Regions from separate parts of the Mus musculus genome. Here region 1 is linked to region 2. A link is a contact called in public HiCAR-type data. All regions are on one chromosome and are shown on one strand. The core of a region is the stretch at or near the end of the contact, and the rest is flanking DNA. Distances in the headings are between cores, read along the strand shown.

Region 1 (6,911 bases), core at 2,813-5,312, 1.0 Mb after region 2:
GAAATGTCAAATAGATACCACAGACAGAAGACTGAACACCATGAGCAGAGACCAGGGCTTCCATTCATATGTCTTTTTTCTTTTTTTTTTTTTCTGACAGGCCTCTACATGCAGGCCTGGCTGCCCTAGAGCTCACTCTATAAAACAGGCTGGCTTGGAACTTTCAGAGATCCTCCTGTCTCTGCCTCCCGGGCACTCAGATTAAGGGTGGGTGCAACCTTGCACAGCACGCATTCATTTGTACTCCAATGTAAAAGCACTGATGGTCCCCAGCCTCACAGAAAGCCCCTCACCTTTGAAGTCTCTTTGTGAGCTGGTTTCAAGTTGTTGTGACTGGGCCACTGTCTTCAGCATCTCCTGAATTACAACTCGGTCGCTGTTCCCCGCATCACTACACGACACCAGAATGATGGTCACATGGATGTAAACACTCACCAAGTATTGCACCCTCACTCTTAATCTGTTATTACGTGAACACTATCAGGAAGTTTGCTTTCTTCTGTTTGTGTTTTGCTGAAACTAGTAATATCTAATTACAAGTAGGAACCTTGAAACTTGAGATCTTTTAGGCTCAGTAGCAAATTTAAATTGTACCACCACTAAAAACATTGTGTCCTTACAGCAGTTTGTTCTTACTTTGACAGCAAAACTACAAGTTTAACAAGTATCTTGATAATGCCTTGATAGTAACAAGTACTTGAAACTGCACAACACAGTTTTCCTTTGCTAGCTACAGCTGGACCACAACATCTGGATGCTGGTGAGCACTTTCCAGTCACTATGGAGCAAACACACTTACTTTTATAATGTGATCCATTCCTAAGCTTTTCCTTGATGAATCCTCTCAGGGTTACACAGGGACTGCCACCAAATCCACATACACAAGAGCTCAAGACTCCTCCTTCCACTCCCTCCACTGCACTCATTCCTTTACATAGACACTCACCTCGGTGACATGGACCATGGTACCCACTGACCTAAGGGACCTCTGACAACAGTATTTTAGAAAAACTCTAAGCTGGAGGACAATGACTATATATATATTTTTTTTTTTCTAAATCTCTAATTACTTTCCTAAGAATATTCAGGAGCAGTTTACCTGGGATTAACTTCAAGGTGGTAGTTGCTTGCAATGGTGCTGATTTCAATTTTTTTTTTAGACGGGGTCTGTGAATGAAACAAGAATCGGTTCAACATTTACTTATTGGCTGTCTTCTTTTTATTTCGTGAATCACCAAATCACTACTGCCAACTATCTACAGTCTTCCATGTTAACACAGAAATAAAAGAAAAATATATTCATAGACTCATTGTTTCATGCAAAATTAATGTATAAAGAAAGAAATTTTCATACACACCTATTTTGCTTTTCTCACTGAATAATGTGTCTTTGCGATCTCTTTCAAGACAACTGGTGTGATGTCATGACAGTGTTATCAACTCATAACATGCATGTTCTACAACTAATTATCCTTATAGATTTTCACTTTGTTGGCACTGTGCATGTCTGTGCCACCTATCCAAGGACCCATCAGCTGAACAAGAAATTAACATGTCTGTAAGGAAACTCTTCCTTCATACACTTGCACCTGTGTATGAACTGTTCTGCCTCACCATGGGCCTCAAACACAAATCAACCGTCCACAGACTCGACTCGCTAAATCCTCTGAAAGTAGTACAAAGCTAAGACTCATGTTGGTGATTTGCCATAAAACTTGCTATTTCTATTTCTTAAAATTAATTCATCCCAATAGTCTCTCTCTCCCGTCGTCCCTTCAAATAAACCTACCTTGCCTTAATCTAGTTTATATTAAACAATTTAGGGATGAACTAATACACCCGTTTCACTTCTCTTCTTCATAACCTTATCTCATTTCAGAAATGTGTCCTCCATATGGGATTTAGGGTGGCATCATACACTTTTTCAACATTAGTATTCTGACTGAAATTTATACCGTAACTTGGGACAGAGACTTCTAAATATTAAGCCTCCCGTGTGAGAACATACTTTATATTTCTATTTATTCAGTTCTTTTGTCTTGTAGAATATTGTTTCTTCTGAGTTAATTCAACATCACCCTCCTGAAGATTTTATTAACAGCATGACCATCCCCACTAAGCATTTTTTCCCTCTGAACACAAAATATCATTACGACACTGTTATTAGATGCCATGAAGGCCTTGAAATTGACATGGCATATTCTCTCATCCCACTGAGGTAAAAGGTAAAAAACCATAACCAAGGCAAGCTACACACTATCATGTGTAAGGAACTGCCAGTTCTGCTGGGCTGAGGACACTTGAGAGAAGGGCATTTCAGGGACTGGGGAAATGGCTGAGTGAAATACACTTGTGGTGTGGACACATGCAAGTTTGATGACTCCGTATAAAAGCTGTAGCGCTGGTCCAATTGCAACTGTCTGTAATACCAGGGACCTCAGAGAGGTGGGCGGCAGAGACAGGAGAATCCCCAGAAGCTCCCAGGTCCGCCTGCCAGCTGGGCTTGGCAGAGTGGAAGGAAATCTCTGTCTTAAATACAATGGGAAAGAGGACTGGCAGCTAACAGTAACTCTACTCATGCCACCTTCACCCACACAAGCACACAGACACACAACTTCCTAAGTCACACACTAGTCACTGGCTAGTGGTGGGGAGAGATATACACATGACCAGGATTAAAAGTCCCCTCCAGAAACATCTGCTAAGCTTCAACCCAAGATGCTTACTGTGATAGTCTGATGCTCAATTCTCAGTTTTTCCACCCCGATACCATAAAGTTCACGTAGAATACACATAATTCTTGTCTTTTTTCCAGCACCTGATGGTCCATATACTAAGAGGTGAGGAAAGTCTCCACACTGCACCTAAGGAAAAAAAGAACAAGACATTATATCTTAGTTAAACTGGGTGAACTAAGTTAAACAAACCACTTTTAAAGTTCCAAGATATTCTGTTTACCATCCAGCTCCAACAGAAAATGTACCAAACTCTGGACACTAATTTAATCTAATTTACATGCACTAAATGCTTAAAAGTAGGCACTCCCTAAGTAAGCTATCTGAAGGGCCCGTTTGAAACTAAGGGATGACAGAAGGCGAACCCAATCTCTGTAACTAAGACAGATGCTTGTCTGGCCCGGGCTCCCCATAATGGTCCTCTTGCTCAGAAGCAGGTGCGCTGATTTCCTTGTAAGTTCACTTGGAAGAGACAGAAGAACTTCACACTAGATCAAGGTTGATCAATGCTATGGAAAAGACAGCAGTAACAGAGTGCCATCAAACGAAAGAGTACTATTAACATGGGGTCTTGATCTTGCCACCGGGAAACTGAACATTAAAGCTTTTGCAAGGAAAACCGGCACGTGTATTAACGAAGCATAATATTCTATTTCAAATTAGTGCATGCATCACGAACCAAAACCAAAACCAAACCTAAAACATATCTTCCACTTCACCCTCGAGTCTTCCAAAAGCTCTCATATGAACGATCGCGGCACTCGTTAAAATAATCTCTCCTTTTCAGAAAAGCCTTAGCTGTGATTCCGCAGTAACTAAGAACAGGGTCCGGGGCACAGTCACCTCTATCAGCTTCCCACCTAAGCTCTCTGTAGCGGGAGAGCCCATCAGGCATTTGCAGTAACACCGAGGCCCGGGCACACCCCCATCCCCGCCCCCTACCGCCGCTGCTTGCTCCTGATTCTCCACTACACTGGCCTTCTTCTGGTCCCCACACCAAGCCATTGAGGTTCCCGGCAGCAAACACACCGCACTTTGAGGAACGCGTCACTCTGACCCCCTCGCTAGCACCGGGGCGCCCGCCTCCTCCCTCCCTCCCTCCCTTCCCTTCCCTTCCCTTCCCTTCCCTTCCCTTCCCTTCCCTTCCCCGGGCTGTGCAGGAAGCTGCTGAGCAGGGCGGCTCACCAGGTTGCGCAGCTGTGCTGCCTGTTCCTTATGATAGTCCAGCCGGGCAAGGGAGCTCGGCCGGTACTTGTCCACCCAGAGGCTCATGACCGCTCCACAGTCGCACCAGCGGACCCGCCGCTTAGACAGTAGAGTTTTCCCGCGAGCGCGAAAGCGTGCGACGTCACTTCCGGCACCCGGCGACTTCCGGATAGGGAGACTGGGCAATCTCAACCGGGAGTGGAGCAGTCGCTGCAGTTCCCACTTCCACCACTGCACCAACAGTCGCTGGATTTACCGGGCAGTGGCTGCCTCTTTGTTCTCACCCTGTAACATTTTAGAAAACATTCGAAGGAATTAAAGATGTATCTCTGACATTCAGGTTCGTCCAATCTGAGTTCTTAGGGAAGGAAATTCCCTCCATTTCATTCTTTCATTTATTCACTGATTCACAACTTCATTCTAATTAGTGCTACATAATCTGTTATCTTTATTAGTAGAACTGCTTTTCTTTAAAATAATAAACAAACTCCAATATTCAATGAGCATTTGCCTACATGCCTCTGTGAACTATATGTTCTGAACTAGGAAAGTAAAGGAAATAGAAAGTAAAGGAAATCAGAAGCGAAAGTACCCAGAAGCATGACAGACAACGTCCAAAGACAGGTAGTTCATGGTGGATCCTAGGGTATATTCTTTTAATCTAAAAGATTGAAAGAATGTGAAGAGAACATAGAAAAAAAAAAAACCTAGGTTTACTTGTTTTCACAAATACAACACACAGATGCCCCCAATAACATTTAGATCCCCAATAACATTTCGGTGTGTGTCCCAGGCAATATTTGCAATGAAATTAATTTTTATCTGAAATTAGATTTTAATTGGTTGCCCTGTATTTTTTAACTTATAACCATACTTGGAATTCTTCAACTTGTGAGACCTGAGGAAGTGGCTGGGAAGGAAGGATAGAGTCCTCAAATCATAGCCAGAGGGCCAAGGCCAGAGACACAGCTCTGATCTGCTCCCTGCAGTAGCTTCAGAAGTTTCTTTCAGACACCTGAAAGCTTGTTGCTATGGTTAATCTTGGTCATCAGCTTGATGAGATTTGGAATCACTATAGAAACTACTATATAGGTATGTTCCTAGGGGCAATGGAGTAGTGCTGCCTCTGGATTCCAGAGTTTGTAAGCAGAGCAAGGCCTCTCACTACACACCAGCACGAAGCAGGGCACTGAGCCCTTAATCTGGACTGAGGTTGAACAAAAGGTATTTGAAGCTTTAGAAACAGCTCTAGCATTGACTCCAGCCCTAAAACTTCCAGATGTCTCAAAACTTTTTCATCTGTTTGTCCATAAAACAAGACAGAAGGGCTTTTAATCCAAATTTTGGGACCATGGAAACACCCTGTGATGTACCTGTCCAAAGGATTGGACCCTGTAGCCACAAAATGGTCCATCTGTCTAAGCTGTGATAGCTACTGCTAGATTATGTAAGCTAGCTCACAAGCTAAATCTGGGTCTAAATCTTGTACTAACAGCACTCCATTACAAGACTGAGGCCCTCCTCTGAGGAGCACCACGCAGTTTTAATATGCTTGGCCCAGGGAAGGAGTAGCACTATTAGGGGGTGTGGCCTTGTTGGAAGATGTGTATCACTGTGGGGGTGGGCTTTGAGACTCTCCTCCTACCTACCAGGAAGCCAGTCTTCTGCTTGTCTTCAGAACAAGATATAGCACACCCAGCTCTTCCAGCCCCATGCCTGCCTGGACATTGCCATGCTTCCTGCCATGATGATAATGGAATGAACCTCTGAACCTGTAAGCCAGCCCTAATTAACAGTTATCCTTTAAAAGAGTTGCCTTGGTCTTGGTGTCTTTTCACAGTAATGGCAGCCCTAAGACACACCAGGATCTTGGCTGTCTAATGTTTGTGTAAGCCAGTACCAGGCCTTACCATACTTGAGTGCAAAGTGAGAAACTCATAGTTATCAAATCTGATCACCTCTTGCCTAATGACCACCTGCATTGCAGGTACTCTTCCATGAAAGATGAAACTAGATGCAAAGGAGCTGCAACAATTACTTTAACTGAAAATATTTGGGCCCAAGTCAGATATCTCATTCCAAAAAGGAGAACTGATTGGTCTGACCCAGGCTCTCAGATGGGAAAAAGGAAAGTCAACCACTGTATATACAGACAACTACTATGCTTTTAATTCTGTACATCTTCATAGTGTGACTGAAAGAGGGCTTCTCACTGCTGTGGAAAGGAAATTAAATAATCTTGGCCGTTCTAGAGACTATTAGGCTTCCCCTACAATTTACTGTCATCTACTGTTGGGCTGCTGGCCTAGCTGGCTGACAAGTGGCCTGAAGACCAGTGAGCCTTATTCATATTCTTATGATATACCATGACCTGGTGCTTTCCAGAGACTTCATGGTAATGAAGAAAAGAACAGCTCAAACTCACTGGCTGATAAAGGACATCAAAGGGAAAGATCATCCCCCACACCCTCACCCCCTGAAAACAATGGTCAGGACTCTGGTGGTTAACCCTTACCGGTCTGCTCATCTATGGTTCACAAAACTTTCTGAGCTGCTCAGACAAAGCTATGTAATACCTAGACGAGCCCTGCTACATGGGATGACTCAGCCAGATGCCAGGGTTGTGCTCAAGTGAATCCAAAACAGAGAGACCTTACCCAGAAAGGGTCCAAATGAGAGACCAACACCCCAGCAAACTACAGGAAAACTGACTTAAGCAAGTCAGTTTTTATTGGCATCCTGGGGGAGGATGAAGGCCCTTCCTAGTTTTTATAAATGCCTTTTCCAGATGGGTAAAAGTGCTCAAATAGTAGCTTAAAAAGCTCCTCCTGGAACTGGTCTCCTGATTTGTCCTCCCCCTAGCAATGGAGTCCAACAATGGCCTGGCTCTCATAGCCAAACCTCTCCATTAGTAGGTAAAGCTTTAGCTAGTGTGAATACAGACCAGTAGTAATCCATATTCCATCTTGA
Region 2 (6,086 bases), core at 1,200-3,699:
TTATTATATTTTAGTTTACTATTTTTTAAAAAAATGAGTACTGAATGAACTGATATATTTGTGCTGCTGGTGAAATATCATCTAATACCAGAGCTGAAATATAGCAGTTCCTACATCAGTGCAGGTACTTATCATGCGTGTGCATCCCTCCCATGCACACCAGTCCTGTCTGCAGAATGGAACGTGTGGAAGATTGAAAAAGGCTTCTTGCTCTTGCCCCATTCGTCCTTATTACTTAGACTGTTGGTGTATAACTTGCATACAGGTTGGTATACATGAAGATAAAGCAGGCCCAATGGCTCTTCCACGGTGTGCTCCTGGACTGAGTTCTTCCAGTCACAGGCACTGCGGCTCAATGGAGCATGTCACAGCACAGGGGGAGCAACACGGCTTAAAGCCATGCTTCAGGATACAGTTCTCACTGTTTGACTCACTGCTTTCTGGGAAGACCCTAGCACACATATTGCCAGAGAAGCAATCTGGAAACTGACTTTTGTGATGGGCCAGCTGACTCCTTGGATATTTCTGTATCCTCTGAGCCCTATGTCTGAAAGGTTGGAGCCATTGGCCACAGAAATCACTGTCACTTTCTGTAGGCTTTGCCTTTTTTTTTTGCAAAGAGGTGATCCAGTCTCGTTTCCCCGGTTGCCCCGCCCTCCAGTCTTGGCTTTCCCTTTTCCCCTTGTCTACACATGCTTCATTAAGTTACACATGCGCGTGTGGAGCTATGTGGTGTTGCTCCTTTGGTACTGGAGCTCACACCTATGACTGCTGAGCTACACACCCAACAGCTGATTACCAATTAAAAGCATCTATGTGAATGGTATGTTCCTGTCTTCAGTCTTCATTTATAAAATGCTACAAAATTACTACTTCCTGGATGCTGCTGAGTAGGGCAAGTTCCCTGGCCCTTCAACAGCTAAAGGAGTTTCATATTTTTATTTAAAGTCAGAATGTGGGTACAAAACCAGGTGGCTAAAAATGCGTCTATTTTCAATCATGCTCCATGTTTTTAATGCATGAAGAAAATCAACCTTCACATAACTGCCTTAGAACCCCTATAGATTTCTCTTCACAGACAGGTTGACAGCGATGAAGCATCAAACCTACCATTACTTCACCTGCCACTCAGAGGCAAGATTCAGGTATGGGAAAGAATGACTGAAAGACCGGAGTCCTGGAGGCACGAAGTCCTCACCCTTCCATTGTCTTCAGGAGTAAGTGGATTTACCTCTGAGGACTTCCTTGACAGCTGAAAGAGAAGCCCTCCCTATACATTTAGCTAACAGTCCAGTTTTGTAGCCTGTCACATACTACCAAAGAGAAATCAATAATGATGTTTAGTATCAGTAATCTATTAAAAAAAAAGGAGGGGGGAGAAAACAAGATGTATTCTCTCCATCCTGTAGGAAGCGGAGAAAGCCCTGACTGAAGCCCTAAGCCAATGTGTGTGTTGACATGAACTAGATCTGCCAAAGGTCCCAAAGCCACAACCCAGGAAGGAATGCCATAGCCACTCCCCTGGGGTGAGGCTTAGAGGATGGCAAAGCCTTCACTGGGGCCCAAATGGGATTGTTGACAGTGTGCAGAAAAAAGTCTATAATAGCTTTCTTCCCCTGGATGTTTACTGTCTAAAGACTGCTTCTCTACAGACATCCCCTGCCAAATTAGATAAACCTGTCTCCTCGCTCAGCTGTATGTAATACACCTCCATCTTTGCCCAACTGTATGCACTAACTCTGGATGTCTGCTCAACACTACAATAAACACACCGAGTTAAGTGCTGTGCTTTTTCTAGCCACGAGTCTGGACGACCTGATCCCAGCTTTCTGTTCATCGGTCTGCCTGTCTGTGTGTCTTCTTTATTCTCTCACTGCCCTGGTGTAGTGTGATGCAAAAGTTATGACTGGGCAGCGACTGGAAAAAGACTAATGACTCAACTGTCACATAAATTCAGAGAGAAATGTTTAGGTTTTGTTGTTATTGTTGTTTTCTTTTTCTGGTAGTAAGCAATCAATTCAGGTCCTAGCACAATCTAGGCAAGCCCTCTCCTCTGTTACTACGAGAGCGCCTTTCCTTGTTTGATTTGCTTTTTTGAGACAGGGTCTTACTAACGTGCCAGCCTGGCCTTGAACTCACTGCGTAACTTGTCCTCTTCTGCTTCTGCTTCCCGTGTGCCAGCTGACAGGCGTGTACCATGTCCTGCCACGTTTAGTTTCTCCTAGCCTGGATGTTGGAGAGTTGAAGACTAAGAGGTGATTCTGTCACAGGATCTGGGACACCAGGTGACAGAAGCCACCCTGACAGATGTCTCACCCCAGTACCTTGAGATATTTATGATCACCAAAATTAAGACAAATAGTCAACTCAATTAAGTGTGCAGTAGCTGAAGTAAGCTACACCTAACCACGATCAAAAGAGCGCCATTCTCTGGATGTGGTTCCTACTTTCTTCTGCTAGAAAGCACCAACAGATGTTTCTCCTCGGTTTCTGTTCCCCTCTCTATTGTAGAAGACATGAACCTTACTTTGGAAATGGCTTTACCCACTTCTCAGGACATCAGGTTCCCAAGCCTTTTCCTTGTTTGTCTCTGAGAAGCAGGAGTCCCCAACGCAGAGAAACAGCAAACTGCACTACTAACATGGTCAGAAATGTTTACTCACTAGGGTAACCCCCTCCCTGCATTTGTCTTAGGCAGTTACCAAACCAATGCCAATAGGTGCCTCAGCCTTACAACAATATAATGTGTTTAACCTCCCAGTTGGTAAGATATCCAGAGGCACTGTTTCTGCTGTTACAGGGCAACGTAAATTGTTACCTTACAGATGTTAACACAGGAAGACTTTTGCTACTGTTTACAAGATAAAGAAGTTGTGATTGCACTGTTTAAAAAAAATCTTCATAGATTTTGACAGTAATTGCAGGTGTATTGGATAAAGTATTATTGTATAGTTTGGTGTATTGACCTGTTTTTTAATTTTTTTCACTTTTAGCATATGGGTGGATTTTTTTTTTTTTTTAAAGACAAAGTTTCAGGTAATTCAGACTGGCCTCAAATTTGCTATTTGGTCAAGGATAACTGTGAACTTCTGATCCTCCAGCCTTCGTATTCCAAGTGCTGGGATTACAGTTATGTAGCACACTGAGTTTTGTGGAGAGCTGGTATTGACCTTGGATGTTGCACATAAACAGGCAAGCCCTCTACTGACTGAGCTCCACTGCTACCTTGGGAAATTTTCAAAATCTACTCTTAACTAGACTGAGTAGTATCTGTTTAAAACAGGTGAGCATGACTCACTGCTGCTAAAGTTTCAAGGACTTCTTCAGTGGTTCCTCTTTTCTGGTTCCTGGTGGTCTACTCTGATCACTTCTCTAGAACACGGCTTTCAAACACCGTGATTGGCAGTTCTTCAAATGGGTGACAAATAGAACCTGTAAGGGGAACTCCCAAGTTTTGGGAAGAGAGCCTCTTTCGTCAGTTCTACTGAAGCAGAAGAGGCTGAGACTCACAGAAGCCTCCTACCTTATGTGCCAAATATGCTCCTGTCTTCCCCTCACTTACCCACATTTGTATTTCCAGCTCAGACTTCTCTGGATTATGAACACATTCAGCACCTGCCTGGATGTCTAGAATGTAGCTCAAGCTTATCATGTCCCAGACTATCTTTCCCTTCCCAAATGTGCTCTCCTGCTGAACACCTAACCTACAATAACTCCCCACTCACCTTCTCAGCCTATTACTTGTCTAATTCAATCATCTGTCTCCTCTAGTCAACCACTTCTCACACATCCACACATCCACTCTTAATTTCATTATAACTGTTTTTAAATGTTGTTTGTATACATGTGTGTGCTGTGCAGGAATTCAGTGGCGGACACTGGTGTCCTACATTCTCTCTTTCTCTCTACCTTGAGACAGGGTCTCTCACTGAGCCTGCAGCAGGCAGCAAGCCCAAGTGATTCTTTGATCACCAACCCCTACAGCCACCATGGTTACCAATGCACACGACCACATCTGGCTTTTTACATGGGCTCTAAGGATTTAAACTCAGTACCTCACATTTGTGCAGCGATAGAGTTCTTACCTGCTGAACCATCTCCCTAGTCCTCTTGACTTAAGTCACAGTTATCTCTTATATGGGTTACTGCAAGTTATACCATCCTGTTGCCATTCTTGTGTCACTAAAGTCATTCCTAAAATGGCAGTTGGGCTGGATTATGTCTTAAAACATGGGTTACTGACACTATCCCTTTGCTCAGAACTCAGTGGCATCCCTTCTCAAGTGTGGTAAAGTCCATAGTCCTTCAATTTTTGAGACCTCAGATTATCTCATTTCTTGTTTCTTGACCTGCTTCTTTATTCTGCCCTACTGACTTGAGTCCAAGCTAACTGGTTTCTTTGCTTTTCTTTGACTGCAGTCTCAGCTCATCAAGACCCTGAGTGAAAGATTCTGCCTAAAATGGTCCTTCACTGCTCTCTGCACCTTTGCTCTCAGGTTTCTGTTTAGATGTTGGCAGCCAGCCATTCCCTTGAGCCTTGCCTTTGTGCTCACATTCACTCGACTTCACCACCCTTCCTGGTGGGCCATGTGCCCTGTCTACAGCAGGGGCTGCTTCTCCAATCTCACTGGGGAAAGGCAAAGGCCATTTGTTTTGCCTCTGCTAGATCTCTACCACACAGAACAATGCTGATACTGTAAGTGCTCAAGAACTTCTATAGCATGACCAGACTGATCTCCTGCCACTGAGTTTGGTGAGTCAGCTGCCACTGCCTATACCTTTTCTATATTCTTGTCTAGTTGCTAAATCCCACTTGTAGATGACTTAGTCATTAATTCCTGTGGAAATTCCTGAAGCTGACACTGCACTTTTCCCTCTATCTGTTAATTATCTTCCATTAAACAGTGAAAACGTAATTTCACTGTTACGCATTTATTTACACAACAAACGTTTACTGCCTCTTTTCACTACAGGCGCCAACCAGAAAGACTTTTTTCCTGTCCTCAAATTTTAGCTTCCACCCATTCCTCTTCCACAGCAAGTACTCTTAGGAAAAAGCATTCTGAGTTGTGCATGGTGGCCCATGCCTGTAACCTCAGCACTCAGGAAGATCTCAGGTGCAAGGCTACTGTGGGCTATTCAGTAAGTTCTAAGGAGTCTGGATTACAAAACAGAAACAGCAACAAAACACAAAGGCTTTCTTCTTTTCCATACTTTCCACATTTTCAGTAACTAGGCTACTTTTTCATGGGCCCTGGGCCATTTCCCCAGTCTGAACTCAGTGTATACTTACCATGCTTTTCCCTGGTTTTGGCCTATGGATTCAATCTTTATGCCTCTGCTGAACTTTCACAACTAGAGTAAGAATAAATGGAGAGAATTTCCCTCTGCTCTCTTCTTACCAAGCCCATGTCTTTCAAGGGCAATCAAGACAGTGAAGGGAGGTTCTAGTCCAACCTAGAAAATTATCCCTCCCAGGCTGGGTGTCATGGTGCATACATGTAAATACTCAGAGGGGGAGGCAGGAAGATCAGGAGGTCATGGTTATTCTCAGCTATATAGTGACTAAGGAACCAGCCTGGACTATATGAGAAAGTGTCAAAAATGGGGAAGGAGGAGGAGGAAGAAGAGGAGGAGAAGGAAGGAAGAAAGGAAGAAGAGGGAAAGGAGGAAAAGAAGGAGGAGGAGGAAGAGGAAGGAAGGAAGGAAGGAAGGAAGGAAGGAAGGAAGGAAGGAAGGAAAAGTGGGCCTAGAGAGAGCTCAATAAATAGCTTTGCTCTACCAGCAGATCCAAGTTCAATTCTTAGCACCAAAATTGGCCAGGTCACAACTACCTCCAAGTCTAGCACCAGAGACCTCCGACATTTCCAAACCCGGCAGGAATTTTCATGCATGTGTGCAAATCCTCACAGACACCCATATAGGCACATAATTAAAAGAATAGTTTTTAAATGCAGCAATTAACCCCTTATCATAAAACTACAGTGTAGGGGCTGGAGTGGTGGCTCAGAAGTTAAGAGTACTGACTGCTCTTCCAGTTCAAGTCCCAGCATCCACATGGCGGCTCACAACCATCTGTAATGGGA

What was found. HiCAR-type assays count read pairs that join an accessible place to other places.
Region 1: a HiCAR-type map of astrocytes shows a contact between it and region 2, with 5 times the contacts expected there. The contact joins the promoter of Rfc3 here to the enhancer-like site in region 2. A contact is called at or near these places in 1 of 39 promoter capture datasets (embryonic stem cells) and 2 of 115 datasets of contacts at active chromatin or transcription factors (astrocytes and large pre-B cells).

What each region holds. Positions count from the first base shown.
Region 1 is chr5:151,647,146-151,654,056 of GRCm38.p6, forward strand. Rfc3 (replication factor C (activator 1) 3) reads right to left here and starts at 4,063. Exons shown (of 9, transcript NM_027009.2): 1 at 3,921-4,063; 2 at 2,727-2,864; 3 at 1,100-1,167; 4 at 294-391. The coding sequence starts at 4,007.
Region 2 is chr5:150,618,437-150,624,522 of GRCm38.p6, forward strand. It overlaps a transcript of N4bp2l2 not described here. Among named protein-coding and RNA genes, the nearest start is that of N4bp2l1, 27 kb to the left of the region's middle. Within about 2 kb of position 2,450, at least 56 of the 459 cell types and tissues checked have an H3K27ac peak or open chromatin away from gene starts, as enhancers often do.